Regions from separate parts of the Zea mays genome. Here all the other regions are linked to region 1. The links are chromatin contacts, called in public Hi-C maps. All regions are on one chromosome and are shown on one strand. The core of a region is the stretch at or near the end of the contact, and the rest is flanking DNA. Distances in the headings are between cores, read along the strand shown. Region 1 holds the start of LOC100192805. Region 2 holds the start of LOC100383445 (CPP transcription factor). Region 3 holds the start of LOC100273311.

The links. A called contact is a pair of places that touch in the nucleus more often than the background predicts.
Region 2: a Hi-C map of endosperm shows a contact between it and region 1, with 2.6 times the contacts expected there. The contact joins the promoter of LOC100383445 here to the promoter of LOC100192805 in region 1. A contact is called at or near these places in 2 of 25 Hi-C or Micro-C datasets (endosperm and tassel).
Region 3: a Hi-C map of leaf shows a contact between it and region 1, with 6 times the contacts expected there. The contact joins the promoter of LOC100273311 here to the promoter of LOC100192805 in region 1. A contact is called at or near these places in 2 of 25 Hi-C or Micro-C datasets (endosperm and leaf).

Annotation. Positions count from the first base shown.
Region 1 is chr3:200,020,751-200,025,539 of Zm-B73-REFERENCE-NAM-5.0, reverse strand. It overlaps LOC100192805, which reads right to left and starts at 3,118. Exons shown (of 8, transcript NM_001137998.1): 1 at 3,017-3,118; 2 at 2,846-2,928; 3 at 2,709-2,747; 4 at 2,586-2,638; 5 at 2,415-2,478; 6 at 2,280-2,322; 7 at 2,140-2,187. The coding sequence starts at 3,097. It also overlaps the pseudogene LOC100382714.
Region 2 is chr3:200,323,691-200,328,405 of Zm-B73-REFERENCE-NAM-5.0, reverse strand. It overlaps LOC100383445 (CPP transcription factor), which reads right to left and starts at 2,700. Exons shown (of 8, transcript NM_001176095.1): 1 at 2,085-2,700; 2 at 1,627-1,731. The coding sequence starts at 2,464.
Region 3 is chr3:200,400,251-200,404,677 of Zm-B73-REFERENCE-NAM-5.0, reverse strand. LOC100273311 reads right to left here and starts at 1,977. Exons shown (of 12, transcript NM_001147752.1): 1 at 1,691-1,977; 2 at 1,481-1,552; 3 at 1,309-1,370; 4 at 467-550; 5 at 175-274; 6 at 1-93. The coding sequence starts at 1,906.

The sequences.
Region 1 (4,789 bases), core at 1,869-4,368:
ACTCAAGACGAGGAACATTGCCCGAAAGGTCCACAAAATCTTTGATGAGCAGATGGGATACTATCAAAACACAGTGTTCCACTTTTGCTGGATACATGATGGCAGTCCTCCGACAGAATCCTAGTGGACTCAGTGACACAGACAAGGTACATCTTTAATGTAACATTTTGACATCACTATTGTAGGTTTGTAAGTATGTCCCTGTTGTAACCAGTTGTTTTATGTGGCAGACATCACTGGCAGCTTCTAGGTTTGCAGCAATTGAGAAGAAGCCTTTCCACTTTTTACACTGTTGGGCCATTCTTAAGGACCAACCAAAATGGATGGACAACCACATGGGTCAACAAAATCAGCAAGCCAACGCTAATCCCACACATTCTAACACTGTCGATGTGGATGCAGAAGAATCTGTACCATCTAGCTTCACATCGAAGAGGCCACTGGGTCGAGATTCTTCTAAGGAAAAGGCAAAGAGGACTAAATCTGTGGACACAACTTCGTCAGATTCTGAGTTCATGACACGCATGGGAGATCTTTCTTTGGAGCGCCTGTCAGTGTACAAAACAGTTGTTACAACTGAGGAAAAGAAGTTGGATTCAATGAACAGAAATGAGAGGCAGAAATTGCTCCTAGAAAAGAAGAAGTTGAACCTACAGAAATTAAGGCTTGAAAGGCAGAAACTAAAGGAGGACAAGGAAGAGGAGATAATGATCTTAAGCATGGATCAGATGTCTTTCGAAAAGGTTTGAAAGGTGAAGAACGTTTATGTCGTTGCAACTACCTGGCAGACCAAAATATGCATGCCATATCCACAGGTCATACGACGCAACAACTTCCAAGATCATGGTAGGATGTTTACCACGCCCTGTAAACATGCCCTTCCATGAACTTGGGCAGTTACGCCACTCCCAGTGCATGCAATCAACACTACCAAGCATACCAGGAAACCCACGTGACTCGCCAACTTGGAGAAGGCGTGCGATATCTTCTGCATTTGGTGCACGGAGATAATACGGAGCAAACGCGGTTTGGACGGCCGTGCAAAAGTGTTTCAATGCCTCATGAGCAGTAGATTCACCAATGCGTACGTATTCGTCAACGGCATCAGCCGGAATACCGTAAGCAAGGATTCGAATTTATTAATTTCAAAATTAATAAATACAATTTTTACGTATCATTTTTGCAGCGTTGAATGCCGAGAAAACATAGAAAAATGAAAAAGAAATGGAAAATGTGAATCTGTTAACACTGTAGCTTTAGGGACGGAATTTAGAGGACGCTGCTAGAGACGGAGAATATATAGAGGACAGAATCTTTTAGAGTGTTCTGTAAAGGACAGAGAATATTCCTTTAGTGGATGAAATTTAGGGGACGCTGCTGGAGACAGTCTTAGAAGAGTACAGATAAAATTGCCCAAACAATGGGAATTGATTGTGTATCAGAATACACTTGAGAAAAATTATTCAATTGGCAACAGTGAGAAAATACTGAAGTTTTAAACTAAGATATAGCAGATCAAAGGTCAGATCAAACATAACTGTTAATTCTCCGGTCTCCACCAACAAGTCAGTATCAATATTCCATATAGCCTAGGTCGATATAGCATTGTTGCATTGGCTTTTCAGTTTTCATTGTATCGTAAGGTTTCACTGGATGGAACTGGAACCTTGCCAAAACAGGACCCTAGCTCAAATTCCACAGTGTAGCTCTGGAGCAAAGGTTATATATATTTTGTACAACCAAGGGTGATACAAATGTTTGGAATTTTCTCAAGATATAAATACCAGCAGATTTTGCAAAAAAAAAACAAGAATGAAAAATATAGATGCAAAATTCGGAAACACAACTGTAAGTATCAGATATCCATGAAATAAGTAAAGGACCCAGAGTTTATCAAACAGTAATAAAAAACACAATTTCCTTTTCAGATCCATCTCCATAGTCTTAAGAGGGAACTATAGGTAAAGGACCCAAAGTTTATCAAACAGTAACAATGAAAAAAACAATTTCCTTTTCAGATTCGTGGCTCCAAAGTCTTATGTTAATTCAGTTTCTGCATCACGAAGACTACTAATTATAGAGGCAAGTGCATACGAACAAAAGTTTGTTCAGTGTGAAAAGTTGAAAAACAGTACTCACAATACGAAGAAGTGTACGTCGTTCCCTCTCCCTAGCACCTCTGACAGCCTGAAAGCTTCAGTGATCAGCGCAAAACAATACTGTTCTACTAGGTTCATATAGCAATCTAGTTCCAACTTCCAAATATAACAGAATCAAACCTCTTCTAGTGACTTGCGTTCACTTTCCTCCTCATTCGCATCCCTAAATAGAATTAAAAATTAATAAAACTAAAGATATTATGCATTTCGATACAGCTACAAGTTTAGAACTGGAATGCACAGCAGGAATCACACCTTCCGACAAGCTCATTAACACATGTGCAGCACTTAGCACATATGCCGAGGTCCTTGGAGCAATCTGCATTAAGCAGCAGCAAACCCGGATCAGTAACAATCCAACCTATCAATGTTTAACAAGTAACAACCAGGCCTAGTGACACAAGAGATTGAGTGGCCAAAATTCACCTCTGCATACGTTATGGTATGCTTGCCGGACGTTTCGCTTATTACACTTCTGGCTGCCAAACCAAAAAACGCGTCACCTCTCTCGCTGCTCAGTATACGTGCTAAACAGGGAAAGAGATTTACCATTTTGCTGGCTCAACAATGGGCTTGTATTTTCCGTATCTACAAAAACAAACAAACGAATTGGGCCTAGGAGACAATCGAAGCTACACACTAGCTAAATGAGCTTAGACAACCGATGAGGGATGACAATTCCCCACCTGCGTTTCCAGTCGATTTGATCCCGGCAGCGCTGACAGACGCCGGTGATTTCTGACAGAGGTCGGAACCTGCCCCCGGGCTCCTGCGGCGTCGAAGGTTTGCAACGGTGAGATTTGAATGAACATCCAGAACTATGGGGAAGGGGCGAAGGCGATGGGAGGAGAGCTTACGGTTTCGTTGATCTTCTGACCAAGGTTCGGCTTCCACGCGTAGCGGTTCTGGTGTTTCGGCGGTCCCTGCCGCTTCGACATCGCCGAACTCCGATATTCTCACCCTCCGCTTCGCGCCGCCGGGCGTTTCTCTTCTCCCAGTGACGCTCCGAGGGCTTTTGCCCTTAAAACCTTTCACGCTACGACTGGAAAACGTGGCTGCATCGTACTCGTCCGATCCCAGATTGGCATATTATATACTTTATCAGGAATTACGTGAAATGGGCCGTAGACGACAAGTTCAATGCTCCGAGAAATTCTCTCTGCAACCTAAATTCGGGCCCACTAGCGTTGATCTTCTCCGAGGCCCGAGCAGCCCCCAACTGTAGCACGGCGGCACTGCCACACCAACACAGACGCAGCTCAACAACGGCAAGGATCCAGAAAGCGATTTACAATCTTCGGATCTGCGGTAGGCTTCGTTAATTTGTCATTGGCCCATAAATTATAAATTGTAGACACGGACCTATAAAACATAGACATATGATATAACTAGGTGGGTGCCCGTGCGTTGCGACGGAACCATATAATAACTTATGTACATATAGGTGAGTGCTCATGCGTTGCAACGGGGACATATAATATCACGGTAACTTATGTATTATATGTCTATGTTGCAACGCACGGGCACTCACCTAGTATCTAGATATGAATTATACCGCATTGCCTTTTAACGTAGGGTGTTAGTCCTGTGCATTGTATATAATCAGCCCATGGGGCTCAATGCAATACAATATAATTCTATGACAATACCTCCTCTAACAGTTCTGGTTCTTATTGTCACATCTGGTAATCTGTTTATGTGAAATATTTTCATATCAGGTTGCAAAGAAACATCTTGCTGGAAGGATTGATCGTGTAGATTGTAGTTTAGATGAATGCCAAGAAATTACAGAAGCCACAAGGGAAGAGGTTTGAAGCTTACCCATATGCTTTGCTTTTATCAAGATCTGGTGTAATTTAGTGGAGACTGAAAAGGCTATTTCATAGGTTACAATCATCCATGGAGATCTAAGTGCTTTCCTGTCAGCAGCCCGCCATCTGAACCATGAGCCACTGTCACTGTCTCAACAAGGAAGCTGGACCAAGACGAGCAAGTAGCTGATGAAGATACTTTCAAAGTCCGGCGATAGTTTCTGTTGTGCAAAATACCAGTGTGCAAGAGGCCGAGCAAATGTAACGCATCCAAAGGCCCACAGTCCGCTTCGTCTTGGCCCAGAATAGCGTGTAAAGGTTGCGTGTGTCTGTGTTGGGCTGTGGCGCTGAATAAGTACGCGCGCCGTCAAGATCCTGGTACATCGAACAACTGAACAAACAATTATTCTCTAGAAATCACATCTGTTCTTCTCCTACCTCTGCTCTCTCTGATTTCCTTCTTACTCCATTCCCAAGTAGACCGTAGTTGTAACAATTGGTATCAGATTCGTTCGATCCTCGGTTTCAATTTGTCAACGCCATGTCTCTCGATTTCAAGCTCATCCTCGATGAGTTCAACCGGCGGTTCGACGAGCTAGAGATTCGCTGGGACCGGCGCTTCTCGTCCGCCGCGTACATCGACCTCCCGCCCACCTCGCTCAGCATCAACCACTCCTCCGACGCGTCTGCCAGTGCGCCGCCCACCCCGGTCGCGGTCATCGCAGACAATTGGGGCGGGTGCTTTGACGACGGCGAGCAGTACCGCACTAGGCCATCCGTCGTCGTCGACAACTGGGGCGGATTCTTCTATGGCGAGGA
Region 2 (4,715 bases), core at 1,451-3,950, 300 kb before region 1:
GTTTGGGATAGCTCCAGCTCTAGTAAATTTGGTGGAGTTAGTGGAGCAGGTCATTAGGTGCTCCAGAAAATCGTGGAGCTAGAGTTGTAAGCCTTTAAAATATATTTAGATAAGTCATTTCGTTTATTACTTAAATTAAAAATATTTTTAAAACTATTTAAATTGATATTATATACTACAGCTCCACACTAGGCTGGAACCTGGAGACATCCCAAACACCCCCTTAAAACGGGAGGTGGGCTGACTTCAACGTGGAGATCAAAACAATGACACACTGCCTGGTTTCAAAGGCGTCGCCTAGGCGTCCAGGCAGCCAAAAAGTCTAGGCGTCCCCGTCGCCTAGCCAAGAGTTGGCAAGAGGGGAGGGGGAAGAAGCCTAGCAGAGACTTTGGGGAGCGGGATCGGCGGCACAGAACTCGGGGGAGTGCCGAGCTCGGGGGAGCGGCGGCGCAGAGAGCTCGGGGGAGCGGCGGTGCTGAGACTCGGGGGAGCGCTGCCGAGCTTGGGGGAGAAGGAGCAGCGATGCATGGTTGTGGATGAGCGGCGACAGTGAGATGGGAGCAACCCTAACCGTAGGATAAATGGGTTGCCTGCCTGGTGGGCTGGGCCATCTCTTCTACCCCTTTCTTCTTTTTTTTCTTTCTCCCTTTTTCTTTTTCTTCCTCATATATATTGTTGTTCTGTCTTTTATTTAATTGGTAAGGCGTCGCCTTGCTCGCCTTAGTAAGCGCCTAGGCGTCGCCTAGGCGTCCAGGCGGTGGCCCATCGCCTTGTCTCGCCTTACCGCCTTAAGAACTATGACACGCTGTATAGATTTTTAAAGGTATGCAGAGAATCATAAATTAGGGTTTTGGAGATAATATGAAGGATTGAAAGGGTGTTGGAAAGATTACTGGAATTATTCATATTCCGATTACTAGTACTCATCTAACATACATGTACATGTATGTATCTACCAGTGTTCTTACGGCGGTAAGGCGAGCAAGCAAATGGGATCACCACCTTAGCGCCTAGGCGGGCAAGGCGCCAAGTATTCTCCGAGCGCCTGGACGCCTAGGCGACACCTTAAGAACACTGGTATAGTGGTATTTACTTAATGAATAATCAAACAACATAAGTTCTTTGTTGTCTGTGAGTGTATTACTTAGCTTATAATTCTAGTCTAAGGGGGTGTTTGGTTTCTAGGGACTAATTTTAGTCCCCCCTTTTATTCCATTTTAGTCCCTAAATTGCCAAATACGGAAACTAAAATAGAGTTTTAATTTCCGTGTTTAGCAATTTAAAGACTAAAATGGAGTGACTAAAAATTAGTCCTTAGAAATCAAGCACCCCCTACGTACCATTTGAGTGAAGTTTATTTATTTGGAAATCATGAAGAAGTTTCGGTGATAATGTCATAGCTAAAGCAGATCCACGTCTATAATGCCATATAAATATTAAATAAGCATAAACCCTCCGTCCAGGAATGATAAGCATATTTTGACTATCTATACAACACTCCAGCTCATTGACTCTTCTACGTCAAGTCAAAGAATCCATATTGATAAAAAGATAACACTGTCCACATAAGAAAACGTCCTTTGCCATATTTTATTTTTCTCAAGCTAATGATAGAATCTGACTTACAACTTCAGACATTTGGAATTCCTGCAGTTGCAGCACTTCTTCTTCGTGGGAGTACTATCTTTCCCTTCGTACAGTCTTGCCCGTAGTTTTGGTGACTCTGGTTTCCTACACAAGGTCCCAAAGCACAATTAGAACACGAGCAAGATGCAAATTTTAAAGAGAGAACTTGAAATATTTGGATCTTCGGCAGGGAGGATGCACTGAAAATTTCATAGAATTGTTAGTTTAAGATCAATAAGCTCATCTAACGCAAATATGTGCCTTCTTTTCCGAGGAATGACAAGGCCACACTAAAATTTGGGAACTGCCTCGTGGTGAGGCTCAGGAAATCGAACGATCCCATGTTCAGCGTATGGATCAAGACGACAACGGGCTCGGTCATCGAGCAAAACGAAGCCCGTACCAAACAGAGAGGCGGAAGTTTCAAAACTTCTAAATCTCAGAACGGGGACACTCACAAGGGAACGGCGACCGGGGGGCGCTGGACTGGCTGCGGCGGCACCGGACGAAGCTGCGGTACAGAGACCGCCAGCGGCACATGCCCCACCACCTGATGCAGGCGCATCACCGGCAGCACACGCTGGTGCAGCTGCTGCGGTACTCCCATCGGCATGGCAGCCCCCACGTGCTGCGGATGCTGGAACCCCACGGACGACGCCTTCGGCTGCAGAACCCTAGATACGGCGGCGGCGGCCACCGCCATCGCGGGGTTTCCCGCCAATGCCGCCGAGTTGAAGTCGAGCTGCCTTACCAGCTTCTTAATCGGCGGTTGCATGGACGCACCGAGCACGGGAGGCCTTTGCGGCAGCCCTCCACAGCCCTGTTCATTGCCCTCCATCTACTCAAGCCGGCAGCTACAGGATCAAAACGCCTCCGCCCACCGCCCACCGGTAACGTAACACAAAACCAATTCGCGGCAGCCGCGGGGGGCCGCTGCGGGATCGCCGCGGCCGGCTACAGATCGAAGGGGGCGGAGGCCCCGCAGCCGAGTGCAGGGTGGCGGCGCTCGCCACAAGCTCCGACGCGTGTTTATGGCGGGTTTTGAGCTTGGGTGGGGGATTAGTGGATTTTCCCTCTCTCCCTGCTGCTCTCGACTCGCCCAGTCCCCCTCCCTTTTGCCACCTCTCCCCTTTTCTTTCTCTCCCACCCTTTCCTTTCGAAATCGAATTCATATATATTCTACGGCCAGATCCGAGAGGCGCCCCGCCATCCGACGGCGGCGGCGTGGCTGGGCAGCATCCTGCGGCTCAAATTCATAGATGTTCGCTTGTTGGTCCGCTCGCCGTTCGATTCGACGGGTTCGGAATTGTTCACCTCACGCGGCGTCCCCTGCTGACACGTGGGCCACAAGGACGAGGATCCGGTGAGGCTGCGCAGTCGATGCGAGGGCGCAATAGAAGCGGCAGGTTTGTGTAAGGCTGTGCGCAACGGCAGCCCCTACGCTGCCCCCTCCCCTTGCATGGCGCGTGCAGGGGGCGCTCCACGCGCGCAGCGGTGCCCCCTGCACCGCCCCCTAGCCCGCCGTCCTCCTCTCTCTCCCCCTCAATCTGGCGTGTCACTGTTCATCACCCTAAACACTGTGCTGTGGGTCCACGAGTAATTGTTAGTAGATAAAAAATTGATAGTTGGTATAGAAAATGATATTTTATAGTGGTAGTGGGGTATAGGGGGAGTATTTAGGGGGAACCGCTGCGGGAGATGAAACAATAGGGGAAAAAATAGGGGGGAAAAGTGATATAGGGGGAAAAATTTAGGGGTAACGGTTGCGGATAGTCTAAGGGTGAAAACGGTCGGTAATGTTCTGAAAAAAAAACTCTCATCGTTTTTACCCGTATAATTTTTTGTTCGGTCGGAACGGAAAAATCGGAAACGAATAACGACCTATAAATTCCGGTATATCGAAAACGGATAAATCCGAGCAAAATAACTCGAAATTGATCGGAAAACGATAACTGTAATCGGAAAAGCTCACAATAAACAAATTCTGACCACACAGTTATTCATTCACATCCACGTACGAGTCTCGTTCACAAAAATACACAAAACACAATCTTGTCCACATATAATTGGTCATACACTCATACATATCCACTCTCAAATTTTAACACACAACACATAAGTCTTTAAACACGATTGTTCATTCACATCCACATACAAGTCTCAACCACACAAATACACAATACATAGTCATGACCACACATAAATGATCATACATGTTCACTGAAGTTTTAACCACATAGTATATAAATCTTAAACACACGATACATAAACTAGAAATCATGTGGCATGTCGTCTGGATCACTTGATATATCTTCTATGACATATGAAACCCTAAACCCTAACGGGTATAGTTCTTGCCTCCTTGGTTGTTTTGTGGACCGGAAAAATACGGTTAAAATACGGGAAATACCGGTTTTTTCCGAGAAATTCGTAAACGAACGGTAAACATGTCTCACCGTTTACCGCATCGTTTTCCGTTTTCGTCCCGTTTTTCGTATATCATGATAAATCTGAAAACGGTCGGGAAAAACCGATAAACGGTACCAGAAATTTACCGAATTTTACCGACCATTTACATCCTTAGCTCTGGGGCACAATATGTTCTGTCGCTAAGCGCTATCCATCAGTTATTATATGTAATTTCTTATTTTATCTTCTATTTCAATTTTTATTTATATACATTGTAATCTATAGTACAAATTCTGTTTTCTAGCCTTAACCGTGGAGTACTTCCCGAAAAAAAAATGGAACCTCGTTTACACGGTGCCTGTCCCCGTGTTTAGTGGCTTTTGGTCTCATAGTAAGAACCCGCTTCTAAGTTCTAACAGCTAATAGAATCTCCAACAATATCTTAAATGAGTGTCTCAAATTGAAGTATAAGGCTCTACGCAAAAAAAGAAACTACTCTAACAATGTCACATTTCATAAAATTTAGTCAAAAAATAATAGGCAACTCTCAAGTGCCTCAAATATACTACACTATAGTGGGCTACCCTATAATATAGATTTGAAGTTAGATTGTTCGAATGGAATGTTTTATTTGTGCCCTAAATTCTATTAAAAATATACTTATTTTTAAATTATATGAC
Region 3 (4,427 bases), core at 728-3,227, 380 kb before region 1:
ATCATAATAGCGGTAGCTCCTAACGTTCAAGCCAGATAGGGTGAAGACTTTTGGGTGATTTCCCCAGGTTGGTTGTGGGATGTAGATAGTGCGCTGGAATATATTTGTATGATTTAGCAGTCATGCATTATAATCAGGAAGCAGCAAAACAGATAGGAGCAAGAAAAGTTTAACCTCGTGATAGTGCCTTGCAAGAAATTCACCTCCGACTCTTAAAGAACCAGTACCCGATAGGCACTGCACGGTAGCAACCCTATTCTCCTGAATAGCAGGGCTATTCGATTCAAAAAAAAAATCAGCTCCCTAATGAAGTAATAAAACCTGAATAAACCAGAACCAGTAGCTAGGGAACTTATTTTTATGTAATGAAACTTCAACACTAAGAATTCACAGTTGACAACATCACCATTAGGAACAGTTGACCCACAAATGAGGAAAATGGGTAAACCAGTCAAACAGAGAATACCTGTCAGCGCCAAAGATAAGCTTAGCGCTCAGCTTATTGAATTCAGCCAGACCGGTGATTGGTAGGTACTCCTTGACACGTGACCTAGAAATAAGAAGAAAAATGTGTCTAAAATACAGCTTCAAGTATCATAAACTTCCACACCAACAGTTTTTTCGCATCAGTGGCTTGTACACACACGAGACATACTTCATACGTCCCTTTTTATCTTCTCTCGCTTTCCCAGAAGTCAGTCGTAATCAATGTATAATATGACCAATTATATACATACATATATATATATATATATATAATAATTATGATATATAATTAGTATCAACCTTCGAATCTAGTTTTATAATAAACTCATTTGAAAATATTTTCTATCAATTCAAACTTAAGAAAATTTGGACAGAGGGAGTATGGCAGTGCTTGCAAACGACAAACCATTCCCCCCACAGACAAAACGAAGGTCAATTTTTCAGGTACCACAAAAAAGAAAGGAGGGAAAGCAATTGAAGGTCGACTACAGAAGAGAATCTTAGACGGCAGTGGGACAGAGCAGATACAGTCGCAAAAAAAAGACTAGTCCTAAACGTAGAAGAAAATTTATTTAAAAACTAGTATTGAACAGAAAGGTCACCTACAATTACAGAGGACAAGTCAATAATTATTATGGATGCGAATGAAAGTATTAGTCAAATTAAGAGGCGTGTTATCCAGATTTTAGATCCAGCAACTATCTAAATCCCCTTCCGTTTCCACTTGGGCTGAGGGCAGGAGCTTTAAGCCTGAAAGTTCAATAACCACAGAGGCACGATCACGAAATCAAGCGGGTCATATGGATTTCACATGACACTTACGGATTATTGATCAACATTTGCTCGGCGCGCCTGACCACGTTCAGCACTAGGGGCTTCCCTTCCTGCAGAGATCAGAATAGGAACAGGAGCGTCAAATCCATCTCCAATCCAACTAATAAAAAAACAGAAGGGGAATTAGAAGGTTCATAGCAAATCCCCAAACTCATCTTACCTCGGTCCGGTAGGCGCCGACCCCGAGGTTGACCTTCACGGGGCTGGGATCCTTGTTGTAGGCAACGGTCACCTGCCCAGAAACCAAACGAACACTGATCAGCCAGAGCAAACCCACGAGGCCGCGATCGCATCGAAACCGCGCGACCGATAGCGACAACCAGATCACCGTGGGAAAGGAAGCTAAAAAGGACTGGGGAGACGGACTTACTCCGAGGATGGGGTCCTCCGGGGCCTGCTCGAGTGCGGCGAAGACGGAGGATCCCTGCGACGCCATGGTGGGGAACGATTCGAGGGTGGAGGTGGCGGAGGTGTCTGCTGCTGCTCTTCGTGGGGAGGAAGGCAGCAGGTGCCCCACTAGCGTACTTAACCTGCGGTCGGCGCTGGGGGCCTGCGCCTGCGCCGCGCGCACGTTAGCAGGGGCCATCCGGTGCGCAGCGCGTGAGCGTGCCTGGTGCGGGCGGGGGAAACGAGAGCGGGGGCCGGGGGACGTGAACGGCGTGCGCAAGCCGGGTGCGGCCGCCGGGTCGCGTATAAAACAGCGGGCGCGGTCGCCGGACCGGGGAAGCGACGTGGACGGCTGTTTTTGGGGTCGTGGCCTCGTGGCGTGGGCTCGTGGCTGCGACGTGGCGGCGTGTGCGTGCCTACTGCCTACGAGCGCGTGTGTCCCTTGTTCGGTGCCGTCTGCCGGTGGCCGTGGAGATGTGGACTGGCGTGGCAGAAGGACACTTCTGTACGTATTCTCGTGTGCGCTAAGCGCTTGGTCAATCTCATATCAATATTTTTTTATATAAATATATTCTGAGTTTAAATTTGCTTATCATAAGCAGTACTGTCTTAATTCTCAAATTTTATGGCATTTTAGCTTTTTCTCTTAAAAACAAACTATGTCTATAAATAGTTAAATTAAAAATTATTTGTTTATCACAAAACTAGATTTCTATTTTCAGGAAGAAAAAACACTATCACCATTTTTATAAGCTACGGATGCATTTATCTGATCCGCACCACCGCACCAGCCGGGCAAAGCGTGACGTGTTGGCAAAGGTGACCTCCATGATATGCAGTTTGTTGTTGTGGTGTGTGCCGCGTGCCGGCACAAATTTTTTGGTGAACACTGATCCAATCCAACCGTGCGCAAGTGGTACACATGATTGGGAGATCGACAACGACGACGTGCCTACGACGATGCGGCGGCCGTATCTGTACAGGAAACGGGTACGGTGGCTGTACATCGTCAGTTAGAGTCGTCACACGATCGATTCAACGTGTTCCAGGTATATGTTTAACTGCACAGAATTTGCAACTATATTTGTTCCAGGTATATGTACCACAGTTCGCATCCTCCGGCAGATCAAATGATCAACAATCCTCACATCTCATCAGCGCTTTCTTGATGCTGCCCGCTTGCCCAGCGTGCAGGTCACCAGGCCCGTTACGACCTCCACCGCATTCGTCGGGAGCGCATCACCGGCCCGTCGCCGACGAGCTAGCCAGCACCTAGAACGCCAGGGTGGCCAGCGACCCGGCGAACTGCACCGCCGTCCTGTCCTCCTTATCCTTCCTCGACGCGATCACCGCCGCGCCGGCTCGGCCTCCAGCCCGTCCGGCAGCACGGCCACGGCGCTGGAGTCGTGCCCATCGATCACAAGCCGCAGGACCGCGGCGTCGATAGGCGCGTACGCCACGGTCGACTCGCAGAGTCGCAGGGGCTGGTGCTGCTGTTCTGAAGGATCAGGTTGGTGCCAACGCGGGAGATACGGTGGACGAGAGGCGCCTGTGTCGCTAGTGGCCTAATTAAAACTAGGTGTATACCCGTGCGTTGCTACAGAGTCAACATATAATGATAAAATATATTGAGATATATAAACATTAATTATCGTTATACCTTCTTGTTAGTATCTTTTAAAGGTTAAGAAGATTTGCATACATTAAAAGATATATAGGTATGTGCAAGTGCAAGTTGTTCGATGCAGTAAACCAGCCAACCAGGCTACTCCCTCCATATCAAGAACCAATGTTAAAAGAGCAAGCACCCCATTATCCCCTATTGCCTTCTATGTGCAAGTGCAAGCTACATAGCATTGGCATTGGAATAATCCTGGATTCTTGGACCATTTATTGTGGAGAAACATTGTGCCCATATGGTAAGCATATTTCAGTGGAAATGGGGTTTGGAACTAAACAGATTTATAAGCTATCAGAGTCGAGAAGAGGGAAAATTGCTGAGAAAAAAGGAAAAGGAAATACATAATTTTAGATCTTCGGTAGAAGCTAATCATTTAAGCTTGATTGCTTAAAAATAAAGAAAATCAGTGAACCAAATTAGCACAACGCACGCAAAGTTTAGATGATGAGATCACTAAAAATAGCACCTCCTTGCACACAAGGCAAACACTTTAGCTAAGCTAATCATTTAACCTTGAGTTGCTTGCTTCCGAAACATCTTACAATTTGACATGCTTCACTGTTCGTGCATGCAAAGAACAAGGAACCAATAGAATTTGGCGGCAAACCAAGTGTTGCTTACTGGATAATTAAAGACATTCTTTCCCACTACAACATAATCAGTTAGTCAGAGAAATAATGAAGTCATACAATATATTTCCCACTACATCTATGCACCTTGTGAATGTCGATACATGTTCTGAAGTTAACGGCGGCGCACACAACAGCATGTCCTCCTGTCAGAACGCATGGCTAATTTATCTCAAGTCACATATGACAACAAAGCGAAAAGGAATACATAGTTACCTACCTGATGTGCTGCATTGTCACTGGGTGGACTGAAACCCACGAGCCCACCCAGCCACACCACGGCGCCCACCGCAGAGACGGTACCCTCACCACGCATGCCAACGCCATCCTCACCACTTAGAAAGCAAAATAGACGTGAGCAACAAAGCAAATTAGAGTACATAATGTAGACAATAGGATATATGGATGAG